Linked DNA regions of Mus musculus: region 1 is linked to region 2. A link is a contact called in public Hi-C data. All regions are on one chromosome and are shown on one strand. The core of a region is the stretch at or near the end of the contact, and the rest is flanking DNA. Distances in the headings are between cores, read along the strand shown.

Region 1 (6,727 bases), core at 1,634-4,133, 65 kb after region 2:
ACAGACACTGACCAGAGTCTGGTCCAGGCCAGAGCTTCCATCCCACGGTGAGTGAGTCAACTATTAGCCAGCGAGAGCTAGCCATCTTCCAGCAGGCCCAGCAAGGCCATGGCCTGCCTATACACATAGACTGTGCAAACCTCTGAGCCAAACATGCAGCAACTATAGTCGAGGGAGCTTTGTCTTGGGAACAGAGAGGCAGTTTCCTTCTTGTAAAAGGCAAAGCCTGGTCTCCGGATGTGGGGAGAAGAACTGTTGGCCTGGGTCCATGTAAGGCTCAAAGTCCACCGCTTCTACACTAGGCTCTGACAAAACAGATGGAGTCAAGAGAAAAGAATTCAGATTTAGACAGACAACAGAGCTACAGAATCTGGATTAGAATTAGTAGAGTATAAGTGGTGGTCCAGGTGGGAAATCTATTACTCAATGATAGCTAATCAGCAAGGTTAAAAGGTTGGTTGGTTGGTTTTATGTAGGGTACGGATGTCAACTCCTAGACTTCCCATTAAACTCTACAATCTATTTTGATGGCAACCAGTACTGCATACATCATGCCTAGGATCTAATAAACACATAATACAAAGACATGGAACTCTGATGGGACAGAAAAGCAGCAGAGTGTTACTAAAACGGGGAGAAAGTATCTGTCATCAGCCGTTACATGGTGGCTATGGTGTCCATTCATATGGTGTCACATAGTCATTATGTGAGCTTTGGGGGTTTGTATGTTGCTACAAAGCAACCTTGATGGTGATTTGTTTCTTTTACTGTGGGATAAACACTGATCCTGAAGACAGAGGGTTAAGGACATTCCATGGTGTCCCTCAGAAACACAGCTGCATGCATCAACAGAGAGCCACTGAGAACATCTGGCAGAGGAAGGGGAGAGGAGCCAGTCATGAGCACTGGCTTACAGCAGCATCAGTAATGACAAATGCTTACTGAAGCCTACACGATATTCTTACTGTAACCCTCCAGGTTAGGGACTTCACTTCTCTTTACAAATGAAGTGCAAGGTGGGTTTGTGAAAAAGAAGTAGCAAATAAAAGTTATCTTATCCAACATGCACGAGATAATGTTTTGATATATATATATATATATATATATATATATATATATATATATACACACACATATATATACATACATATATATATACACATATATATAATTTTAAGTAATTAAATAACAATTAACTAATGAAGTTACCTATCACCACACATACTGTTCTATATGTGTGTGAACACTTAAAACCTATTTCAAGAATATAACACTTATTATTAACTACAGTGACAATATCTATACTCCAGCTCTCTATGATGTACCCATGTCTAACTGCGAATTCCTACCCTTTGAACAACATCTCCCATTTACCCCATCCACTGGCATCTAGTGTCTACTCTTGCAAGTTCAACTGCTTCGATTCCATTTGGGAGGTCATGGGATGCTCATCTCTCTGGGTCATTTCACTTCCTTTAGGTAACAGCTTAGACTCGCACCTCTACCTTATTATTTACTACAAGGGTGGGTAAATGATATAGTCTCACTGAATCTAATTTTACTTGAATTGCACTTTGAAATAGGATTTGCTCTCGGCCTTTCTCGATCTCTGAACAGCATCAGATCAATACCTGGATCTTTGTATTGTGCATATCTTTGTCAACTAGAGAGAATGTTCTTCTGGTTTCATAGTACATTATCTATAATACATTCTCAATTTTCTGTAACTCAGAATGTCACTGGACAAATACCTTTATCTTAAGCAAAGAGCATTTTATTACAATATCCCGTAAGCAAAATGTTACTAAAATTTCAGTTTTTGGTTCAGGGGAGGCCAGGCTTAGCTTCCTATTTCAAAGTCAGTTATAATTTTAATTTATAAAGAAAACATCAAATAGCTGAAGACTAATGTCTTATTCTGGCTAGTTCTTTACAACGGCTTTCTGGTTTGGAATACAGAAAGTAGAACCAACTTCACTATATAATACAGAGGGACAGGATGGCAGTTTCATTAAGCGGCGAAGGATTATGTCCTGGTCAGGCCGAGGCCACTGGTTTTAAATATAGCACACTAATTTGGGACATAAACATTCCACTTTTGCTTCAGCTTCTCGGGGAGATATGACTTCTTCAAGGGGAAGTCTTTTAAATGGCTTGACAATTTATTAGAAACGAGCGGCGAAGGGCATCTGTTTTCACAGGGCAACTGTTCAATTAATCTGCGTTAATACAGCCTCAAAGCGCTTGGATCCAGCAACAGGATGTGGGTGTCACAGGATCACACAGCCGAACATATGATAGGGCCTGACACATGCAGGGTCAGGGCAAAGCAATGGCGAGAAGAGAAGGCTTGTTCCTCTAGAGTCTAAACAGCAAAACCCTCCTGCAGCCTGGGGCTTGTCTCGAAAACATTTAACCCAACCCAGGTTGATACTTCCATTCTAAAAAAAAAAAAGAAAAGAAAAGGAAAGGAAAGGAAAGGAAAGGAAAGGAAAGGAAAGGAAAGAAAAGAAAAGAAAAGAAAAGAAAAGAAAAGAAAAGAAAAGAAAAGAAAAGAAAAGAAAAGAAAAGAAAAAACAAAACACCTCTCCTAGACCAGAGACTAGGTGGTGCTGTGTTCAACTCGGGTTTTGTGAATTCATGAAATATCAGAGTCACCTGAAACCATACAAAGTACAAGACGGTTTTCTTTGTGAATCTATTTTCTAGGGACCTAGGCAGAGAAATATAAAGTGTTGATGGTGAGCGGATGCTATGCACACCTACAGGACAGTCACACAGAACTAATCCTGGCAGACAGAAGTCACTGCTACCTGAGGCAGGAGCACGGCCCACCCACTCCAGAAGCCTGGGCAGAGACTACAAACCACATGACCTATCAGAAGATCTCTCAATTATCCCTGCCCGGTATGCTTTGATATGTGATAAACAACCCTTTGTTTTCAGAGGGGTTAGTGGAGCCCTTTGAAAGCAAGCAGCCTGGAATTCCGTGGCTCTCTCTAGCTGGTTCAAGCAGCCAAGGCTGTCACCGGCGCCTGGTCAACTGTGGAGAATCAGAGGGAAGGACAGGGAAATGGTCCTCGTTGTGACCAGCATGCTTTAGATTCCTTCCTAAGCTGGTTTTGTAGGGTTCAAGAAGGTCAAGAACTGCAAGGATGGATAAGCAAGGAAAGAAAGGCCCTGCGGAAAATCTTAACAACCTGGTCTCAGGTACAGTCAGGGAGGGAATTCGCCTAGAACGGAAGCCTTCCGGCTGTTTGACAGCAGCTGAAACAGAAGACAAGAACCTTGGGCAAATGGGCTCTTCTCAGCCCCTGCATTTGTAAAAAGGGGACGCAGCACTGGCCTGTACAGTCAGGACTGTATAGAAAGGTCAGAAAAGAGCTGTTACGAAGGGGCCAAGAAATGACAAGAAGAGCCATGTTAATCCTTCATTCAGTACCTTCCACATGTTATCTTTGTAGTTCTTATTAATTCAGCATGGCTCCTAACAGCACTATTAACAAATACTCTGTAGATATGGAAATGGAAGCTTAAGAAAGTTAATAATTCCTCTACAGCCGCGTTTCTACTGGGCTGTGCCAAGTCAGGACCCAAATTCATAATCTGGATCTTGCATGATCTGCAGACCCATGTTCTGAGTGACCCCCAGATCTTCTGAGGGTTCCCTTATTTGGAGCTGTGATAAAGAGAAGGAGACTCCAACCAGCTCCTCATGCTGTGGTGAGCCAACCGTCAAGTTATTTTCCTTGCCGCTTCCTAACTATGATTTTGCAAATGTTATGAATCATAACGTAAGTGTCTGTACTTCCCCGATGTTCTTAGGCAACCCCTGCAAAAAAAAAAAAAAAAAAATCTCTTGCCCAACCTTCAATGGGGTCACAACCCACAGGTTGAGAACCGCTGACTTAGACGACTAGGAAAAAGGTGATGCGAGCAGAGAGAGGCAGAGAAGACACCAAGGAGCGAGTGTGAGTGGAGGTGGGAGGAGGTCTTACTCCTCAGCATCCCTCCTGCTGCAGGGAGGGTCCAGAGCAGTTGAGAACTGGCTGATGGCTTAACAAACTCCCAGTCTGCCTTCTTATCAGTCCATCCCACCCCAAGGCTGTCTTCCTCAAGGAGAGGATGTCTGGCCCGACAGGACCCACTAGCTCAGTCCCACCCATCATTCACGTAGGCAGTGCAGAGGTGGCTCAGGAGGCACCAAGGACAGATTGTTCATGTGGTCCAATCTTAAATTCCCATTCAGCGGGGGATTACATGAAACACACTTCTGGGCACAACTGACTTCTAGAAGGTCTATCTGCTATTAATTACCATTGTTCTCACCACGGATAAGGGGCTTCTTTACACAGTCAGTATTTTCACATGTACCATAAAGAATAATGGTCTTCCCAAAACTAACAAATCACACCTCTGACATGACAGATCAGCTGACTTTTAATGCAAATTCTTTCCTTTTCCTATTCCCCCCAGAGACTCTGAAATGGCTATAAGATAGTCCAGTATTCCTCACTATCCTAAATGTTGACATGCAAAGGGAAGGCTAATGATTCACAGTCTAAGAGACCTGGAGCTGCTAAGAGCAGCTACTGGTGGCAAAGAAAAAAAAGATGGAAGAAACCAGGGGTTTGCTTCTGTAGACTAAGGTCAGTGCCATGTCCACGGGATCAGTGATAAACTCCTTCCTGATACAGCTCACACCATCAAAGATGGAAATTGATCCACATGTAGGCAGAGAGGAGTGGGTAAAAGCCTCAAGTGTCTGCTATTTCTCCGTTGCCTTCGGGTCAAAAGAATCCATACAGCAAAGTGCCTGGTCTCTGTTCCCATGAACACTCGTACTGACTCTGACTTGTCTCTTGAGCCCTTCACTTGCTTACGTAGCGCCCCTCCCCTCCACAGACTAATCCCCAGTGTCACAGGATATATCGATTGGTGAGTTTGGCTTGCTATCTACTCAGTAGTGCAGAAGTTTGGAGAGATCAGGCATTTCATGTCTTTTCATTTTTCCCCCCATGGTTGAATATGAGTTCTTCTTCACGTAGAGTTGGGGCTCAACAAATGACTTTGCCTCTTACACTGAAGTCATCTTTTATAATTCCTGTTCTGCTGATGGTATGGAACTTCAGTTTTATTAATTTATCTATCGTGTGCTGTACTGGCATTTATTCACTATATGTTTATAGTATTATCTTATTAAAAATGAACATGGACCTGGGGGTGTAGCTCAGTGGCAGAACACAACTACAGTATCCAGCAGAATAAATAAGTAAACAACAACACGCAGTAGTATAAAGCTGGGCATGTAGGCAGCCCCTTAATAAAGCTGACGTGGGTCTGGCTAAGTGGGCTCCAGATTCTACACGGTGACCTCTGAAAAGAGCATTTCACCTCATTGTTGAATTTAAAGATAAATATAGTACTCTTTGGTGGCTTTCGAGTCTTACCTTTGGGAACTCCCGAGAATTAATAGTTATAATTTTCTCTTTATCCACATAATACCAAGAGAGACATTAGCAGCAAGGAAACGAGGAAGAGGATGTTCTATTTACATTTGTGAAATCATACAACCCAATCCTGTTCCCACTGAGTTGCTCCAGTAAGCTGATGGCACAATATCACTAACGTGTATGCCGAAGGCGCAGCTAGGTTTGCCTGTCAAGTCTAACAGCTTCTTACAGACAAACTTCTACCTTCACGAGTGCCGATAGAGCTGTTAAGTGGGGGGTATCGCTTCTTTCAATCAGCAGACCAGATTTTTTGCTTGCTTTTTTTGGGGGGTTGGCAGGGGGATTTATAAATCCCTGTTGATCTGTATGATATCTGTTCATCTCATTTTTTTAAGCACATATTATAGCGAAGTGTGAGCGCAGCAGCAGTTTAGATCACTCGACAAATGAGTATCACCACTTACTTAGCACATAGACGTCCCCCTCTGTTAAAATATTAAATAACTAACAAGCAAACAAACAAAGCAAAGCCCCACACGTACAAGTGAGTAGCTCTGGTTGCTTTAAACAAATGAATGCACCCTTTAAATGTTATAATTACAAAGAATTTATGAGGGATGGAATTTAACCATAAAAAGAACAAACCAGATATGAAATGGAATCTATGGCATAATTACAAAAATGCTTTTAAATATGATGTAACAACAACAACAACAACAAAAGCAATCGTGGATAGAACACAAGCACTTATACACTTTTTCTCACTTTCCCACAATGAACTTACGACTATTTTTTATTCTCCCAGGGTACTAGAGATCTTAAATGGAAGGCCTCACGAATGCTAAGCAAATGCCCTGTCTCTCCACTATAACCTCTGCCCTCTTTTTTTTTTTTTAACTTTCTGATTCTGAGACACGGTTTTGCTGCACTGCCCTCACTGGCTGTCCACACTCCGACCGAAGCAGACTGGGTCCTCAAACCTTCCGTATCACCCTCTAAAGAAGCGGGGAGGCCTCAGCCAGCCTAACTTGGATTTGCATCCTTTCCGAATCAATCCACCTTAAACATATTTCAGAATGACTCCCATGAGCATCTTATAGCTCAAAACTTTTGTTTCAAATGCTAATGTGTACTATGCAAACTACCAAGGTGGGGGAGGTAGGGGGCTGACTTAAAACCGTACATTAAGAATTTAAATATTTGTGTATGAAGGCCAAAGGAAATAAAGGAATCTCTTTTTTTTTTTCTTTTCCTTTTTCAGTTTGCCTCTGTAG
Region 2 (7,098 bases), core at 410-2,909:
AACTGGTGCCAAGAAACAAAATCAAATCCATCGGTTTTCGTCTGTCCAGGGCTCGATGACAGTGCTGAGCCAGTCACTGAGAGATGCTTACAGTCTAACAACTGTTCATTCTATTTTAAAAGGATACTGGAATTTTTAATTTGCAAATTATTTTACTTAACTGTAAGTTGCTGGTATTGCCTATAGCTAACGAAAAATTGCTCTAGCAAAGGATTAACACGAGCTACTTTAAAAGGCCTCAGGACAAAGGGCAAAATGGAAGCTCACTGTGCCCTATCATTAAAGTGAAATTTACCAGTGGACAGCCTTTCTTATCGTCCCCTGAGGGTTGGGAAAGCATATTAGAATGCCACTCATCAAGAAGGTTAGAAGGCTAAATTATAAAAATCTCTCCCAGAGAGAGAGAGAGAGAGAGAGAGAGAGAGAGAGAGAGAGCCTGGAGAGATGGCTCAGGAGTTAAGAGGGCTACTGTTGTTGAGTTCAGTCCCTAGCATCCAGTATGTCCTGCTCCGTTGCGACCCGACACCTCTGACAACTGTGAATATCTGCATTCGTGCACAGATTGTCCTACTGAGAATTATCCACATAATACAATTAAAGATGGAAATAAATAGCAAAAAAATTCTTTAAGAATTGAGAGGATTGAATTTTGTTAAAAATTAATTTTTTAACAAAGTCTATGCTAGAACATAGTTTAGTTTTACGGGAAAGATGGATGTTTTGATATAGACTGAGAGTAATATGTAAATCAAAATTTATTGATTTTTTTTTTTAAAAAGTCTATGATAGGTATAACCTGGGGTTTCCATACACAAGGATGGGTGCTTTGGGTTTGGAAATAAACCTGTTTATGTGGACTCATGCTTCAAGAGCGAGCATTTCTTAACAGAATTCAGATGAAGGCAGCCAATGTTCAAATTAAACAGAGAATCGGAAGGAGAAGCTGTGCTCACCGCGTCTACATATTGTGGGAAATAAGGCAACGTTTACTCTAAACAGAAAAATTCTCCAATACACACTGGGCATGTTTTTTGGTAGCCATGCAAACTGTTTTTATGTGAAAGAAAAAAAGAATTTCATATTTAAAGCACATATGCAAATTTCAGAGGAGAGAGGGTTTTTAAAGTAGATAAAATGCACACTTGGCTGATGTCTTGGCAAGAAAACAAAGATGTGGAAATCAACAGGGCCCCTGCAGGCGTGCAGTGCTGGCTCTGGTGTCGGGGAGAACAGACCTCTAACCTGAATTACCTCATTTTGTAGATGGGCAGGAAGAAGTGCAGGTCAGTGGTTCGCTCACAGGGCCAGCAGGCAGCAGAGCTGAGCTGAAATTTCACGTGTCCCTGCTCTCTGGCCTTCCAGAGATACCTTGACTCATTGAAACTCGGGTCACCATGGTTTACATGGCCAATCTCCCTTGGCTTTGATATAAGAAAATGATTTATCCTAAGCCCGTGAAATATTTTAATGTTATGATCTGATCAGTCTGGCCATTAGAAAAGAATGAGACTAAAATGTCCAGTCATCCAAATGAACGGGCCGGGAATGCATTCTGCTGCATCAGTTAGAACCCATCGAACAGTGACTTGAACACAGTGCGACTGTGTGACACCGGGCTCTGTAGTCACAAGATAGACTGTCCATGGGAACCTATAACCTCACGGTCACGCTCCCGGCGGAATGGAGCAAGGATGGGCGGTTTCCTGCTCTGCAGTTTCCCGGTGTTACCAGGGAGGGAGACTCTCCCTCCAAGTGATCCCCCGCCAACGGGCTGCATTTTTACCCACTGTCTTAGCTGCTCGAATTGAGTTGCAATGGAAGTGAGCAGAAAGTATTTGCCAGTGAGCTTACTGTATAAGGTTCCCTTACACAAGAGAACGTTTGAGAAAAGGAGAGGGAATGGTGGCTATGAAACCTGTGAAAGGTAGATTCTGCAGTACCGTGCATTCAAGGGCAGGGATGCACTTCTAATTATTATATTGTGACTTTACAGAAAAAAGATCCCAGCAATGAGGTAGTATTAGGAGTATAAACATCCACTATCAGAAACATGAGGGGACCCCCACCAGTTCGCCCCACAGGGGAAAATAAGAAGGAACCAGTGTGAGACAATTGAGAAATTTTTTTCTCAGAACTAGGACTGTTTTGGACAGTCAGAATGGGTTTTTGAATAAAATGATTTCAAAGGAAAAGCTGCAAGCAAGAGAACCACGTTTATTATAGCTATTCTGTGGAGCTCTGTGGAGCCTCACAGATGAAGTGGTGCGTTGTACATTTGAACATCACGTATGCTAGATAACAGCTCCGGTAGAGCTCTGCAGAGGGAGGCAGAGGCCCAGGATGAGAGCAGTGAGCCTCCAAGTCTCACGATGATGGTGGTTCTTAAGAGAAGTCTGGGTATCTTCAAACACCTCTCCCAAGAACCTCAGTCCACCCCTAACACAAGTCTTCATTGCAAGTTATTTACATTTCTCCTAGGGCTGAGAATCCAGGAAACCGACAAGAGATGCAATAAAGTAGCACTCTAGAGGAACATGATAATAAGAAAGAAACTGTTGGCTGGTGAGAAATATGATGGAGAAAAAGTGGAGGAACTGGAGTAGGGACTAATCTGAGAGACAAGGTGGAGAACTTTACTGGGTCGTGAGAGCGAATAGGTTGAGAATGCGCTGGAGAAAGCGAGAAAAGGGAAGAGAAAAACATCCTACGTTGACAGAAGACATTCCAGCCACAGAGCAACAGGGTACAGAAGTCCCTAGCAAACGCATGCCTATGAATCCAGACAAAAACAGGAGGGGGTGAATTCTCAGAGAAGAGCAATTTGCATGAGCTCATGGGTGGGTGAGGGCAGGCTACACAGTGTTCAGCTACAAATCTGGTCAGCACTTTTGAGGAACACAGGGAGATGGGCATGTTCGCCTGTCATTAGCATCATAGCTGACTAGGCTGGTGCTGTTGACCTTATCCACGGGAAAAGTGACACCACCTCAGACTAGGATGAAGAGTTTAGAATGGAAGTCAAACTGAAAAGATCCGGGAGGAAAGAAACAAAGCCTGCCTACTCCTGCCTCACAAACTAGAAGCCACTTCACACCGGATGGAGATGCCCAGGATCAGATGTGTCTCACATGTCCCCATAAATTCGCAAACGTACAAATACCCACTCTAGATTTATGTGCGCTTTAGTTCACACTGCATATGTACATACCAAAGTGATAGCTACAGACCGAAGAAATGTTTACTCATATTTACTTGGAAAATTTATTTAAATATATATATATATTTTGTTTCAGCACGTTAGATGGACTGACGCCCTATAAGTGGCGCACGCTGACAACCAGCTGGCAAACGGCTCCGGGAGGCATTTGTGTGGAAAGAATGTTTTCAGAAGTGTATTTCACCAAAATGCCTCTCAACTGGCTCGGCATGAGGCAGAGTTTTGCTTCATGGTGAGGGTCACCTCTGGGTTCTCAGGAACACATGAGTAAATGACTCGGTTCTGTAAAGTGGCTGTGCTGTCACCCCGAGTGTCACCGTAACTATTACAATAACAGCTGGCAGCTGGGTTTCTTCAGAGAACAATTTGGCAGATGGCAGAAGCTGAGTGAATGTTTCAAGCAAGCTGCAAGCCAAGAAGTGAGCACTAAAAGTTTCCTTTAAGTCTTTCAGACTCATTCAGGTGAGGAGAGTTCTGCCTCACATACATACCACACGCAGATGTGCTCACGTTCGTGAACACACTAACCGTGAGATGGGTGTTCAAGAGAAACAGACTACCTGTACCTCTCTGTTAACAATAATTGTTTTGAAATAATAATGATATTTTTTCAAAGTATAGTGATCAACAATGGCTAACAATTTTAGGATTTTTTAAAGAGCTTTCACAATTTAAAGTACTGTAATTGTGATGTTGTCATCAGAGCATTCTGAATTAAATGGTGGAGGCAAAGGAAGGTGGGTGGAAGGCAGATGCTCACAGTGGGGTGAGAGTTTACAGACAAGCACGGGAAGTAGAACAGTCCAGTGGGTGATAGAGGGATCAACAGGGTGAGCTCCTAGGGATGCTAATTGAGACACAGAGAGCTACAGAAATATCTACAGGAATCCATACTATAAGATCGAGGAGTAGCAAGGGGACTTCCTCGGTCCATCAGCAACAAAGCAGACACTTCAGCAGCAATGAGCACACAAAGCCTAGATATTGGATCTTTCTATTATTCTCCAACAAAAGGAAACAGGACTCTGGAGAAATGATTGATTCTTAGATTTGTGGAGAAGATAAAGGACAACCCTACAGCATCTTGTTGGAATCACAAAGTTTTTATAGGGGTTATATAAAGTGAGCATGTGTGCTTGTGTGTGCACACATACACACACACACACACACTGTGCAGGACAGAATTAAATATCGACGTATAATAGGAAAATTCATTAGTCTAAGTGATGAAACACTGGGAAAAAAAAAGATAATCTCCTATTCAGAAGAATTCTAAATACTTTACACATATAAACTCTAACCTAGGAAAAGTGGGGCGTGATTCTCCATCCCAGTCGTGGGCTCCGTGTAATGACTTTCTTTAAAAATGAAAGTGTGTGTGTGAGTATATGTGTTATATTTCACATACAGTGTACATATTATGTTTGTGTGCCTAAATTGGTCCACCTTTAGCTATTGGGAGTTGTCTCCTGTACTCATCGGGCATACCCCCCTGCACAGACTTTATGATTCTGACAAGATGCTGTAGGGTCTTCTTGTTTATCTACTGCCCGGTTCTTAAAATTGGCCACTTCTCCAGCAATTTTACCACATTTTTGTTTTTTCAGTATCTTGAATACTCCCCCCTCCTGTCTCTACTTCCAGAATGCTGGGCTTACACATGAGGCCACACTGACCCTCTGCAATTCCTTTCATAGTTTGGACAAGAAACAAGTTTTTACAGTATAGGATTTTCCATTTATGGCAGGATGTGGCATCTAGAAAGTCCCCAATTATGAAGCTTTTGGAATTTCAGGTTTTATGATAAGAATGCTCAGTTTTTCATAGTGGAGACACTCTAAAAAAGGCTTACTGGCCAGAGAAATTCAAAGAGTAATGAAAATAAACATCGAAATCTAACATGATGTGATGCAATTTTAAGTGGCTACTCAACATCAGTGGGTACCACTAAATGCTAACCTGTCCTGGAGCTGTATCCGTAGAAGATGGGAGAAATGAGGCATATGCAAGCAGTGTGCACCAAGAGCAGTCAGGCCCAACAGAAATAAAAAGTAGCTCACATATGTGGTTTCAGGCACATTCTAAAAAGCAGTATGCATTTTTCCATACTCAATATATACTAAATTCACTCTGGGAACATATTTTATTTATGCATCCTATATTTTGTCTTTTCAACGTGAAACCATTGCACAAATACTTATTAAAGCATGCTGTATTTTCCTTTGCTCCACGGTTTGCCTTTATACCTGCAAAGCTGTCTGGAGTAGCTGTCTTCAGTATTGTATGGCCACTAGTGGCTGGTGGCTGGCAGTGAGCACAAGACACCTTCCATAGGATTTTAAAGATCGGGAATTTCTTTTGAGGACCCATGAGCTAAATTCGGACAGGTAGGGGTTTTGGGAGAACATGTGAAGCCCAAGACAGGGGTTAGTAGAGGAACAGGAGTCTGGATCTGAATGCAACTGTCCACTGATACTGCACGGTTTTACTATGTGAGTATACTGTTCATCGTGTGAGCGTAAACGGCATAGATGCTGAGAGATGCGCCTCCAGGATTCGCTTTGTTACCACCCTAATCAGTGCTTACCATACCTGCCTTTCTCCCTCCTCCACTTTCGACAGTTCTGCTGTTATTATATTTTGTATTTATAGGATATGTGACTAGCTCCGCTATGGAAACCGAAGGACGTCGGTTCCCACCAGGCCTCAGCCTCCTTTGGTTAAACTCATTCTTGTTTCCTAGGAGCTAAAAAGTGGACCCTGCAGAGACACCGTCCTATATTACATTGTCTCCTGAAACACAAATATCCTCGCTGGCCGCTTTCCCCAAACGCTTTTCTTTTTCTGCCTCATTAAAAAAATTTTTTTCAAAGCCACATAGATTAAAAAAAAAAGATGTAATTAATTAGAGTTATATGCGGTGCTTTAAAAAAAAGGAAAGAGAAGAAAAAAAACCCACATAATTACTTACAAAACGCCAACCAGGCTGAGGTACAGTGAGGCACGACAACCACCAGTCATTAGCAAAACCTGACATCACAGTGGGAAGAAAAAGTACACAGCCCGGTCTTCCATGTGCCAGATCCAGAAACCCCTGTGTGAGGCAGGCTATAATCAAGACAGGAAGAGGCACTTAGAGAGTTTCTGCCCGAGCTCTAGTCCGTCCGTCATTCTCTAAACCTTGCCGGAATCTTTCCGATCCTTTCCACGTGGCTCAGCACATGACGATCGACAACAGTTCGTTCAAGGTCAACACCAAATGCTTTGGTCTCAGTCCCCGTGTTCCCTGACCACTCCATCACACCACCGTCTTCTTGTAGCTTCAGTCCTCTCCTCCCGCTTCTCCGCAAGCCAGACCGCTCTTGTTCTCCGCTTTCTGTGTGAAGCTCACTCTCAGTGCCGCCCCCCCACCCACTTTTTAACAGTCCTGATTGCACAAAGCTCTGCCCTCTGCTCATTTTCCACTGTCACTCAGGAATACCACTCGGGCCTAAGGATTCAGTCACTTTCTCTACTCTTCCAAGGCTGACCTCTCTTTTGGCATTTCTAGTCACCGGCTAGACACATAGAGACGTCATGGTGTCCAACCAGCTTTTCAAATCCCATGTACGCAAAGAAAAATGGCCCATTTCTCACTGGGTCAAATATCTTATGGGGAGAAAGAAGAGAATGGGAAAAAAATGTCACAGCACTTAACAAGTCAACTGCAAAGAAATGAGGCCATACCCCTTGAAACTGGCTCAGCTTTTAACTGGGCATCAGAGCACTATGGTCAGCTATCAGCACTCACTCTCTTAAAGCACTCGCTCTCAGCAGCACACCTAGGGATGAGCAACACAGGAGATAATAGAATTAAAAAGGAAGCAGATTAAAACATGACC

The links. Hi-C and Micro-C count contacts between places; a contact is called where the count stands out from the background.
Region 1: a Hi-C map of cerebellar granule neurons shows a contact between it and region 2, with 2.0 times the contacts expected there. The contact joins two enhancer-like sites. A contact is called at or near these places in 2 of 39 promoter capture datasets (embryonic stem cells and hippocampal neurons), 25 of 484 Hi-C or Micro-C datasets (the G1E-ER4 cell line, bone marrow-derived dendritic cells, bone marrow-derived macrophages and 15 more), 4 of 115 datasets of contacts at active chromatin or transcription factors (embryonic fibroblasts, embryonic forebrain, extraembryonic endoderm stem cells and 1 more) and 1 of 9 other capture datasets (bone marrow-derived macrophages).

Annotation. Positions count from the first base shown.
Region 1 is chr16:85,148,843-85,155,569 of GRCm38.p6, forward strand. All of the region lies in intron 1 of App (amyloid beta (A4) precursor protein), which reads right to left. Among named protein-coding and RNA genes, the nearest start is that of App, 22 kb to the right of the region's middle. Within about 2 kb of position 2,884, at least 78 of the 459 cell types and tissues checked have an H3K27ac peak or open chromatin away from gene starts, as enhancers often do. A contact at or near this core is called in cerebellar granule neurons, where this site is marked.
Region 2 is chr16:85,084,837-85,091,934 of GRCm38.p6, forward strand. All of the region lies in intron 3 of App (amyloid beta (A4) precursor protein), which reads right to left. Among named protein-coding and RNA genes, the nearest start is that of App, 85 kb to the right of the region's middle. Within about 2 kb of position 1,660, at least 10 of the 459 cell types and tissues checked have an H3K27ac peak or open chromatin away from gene starts, as enhancers often do. A contact at or near this core is called in cerebellar granule neurons, where this site is marked.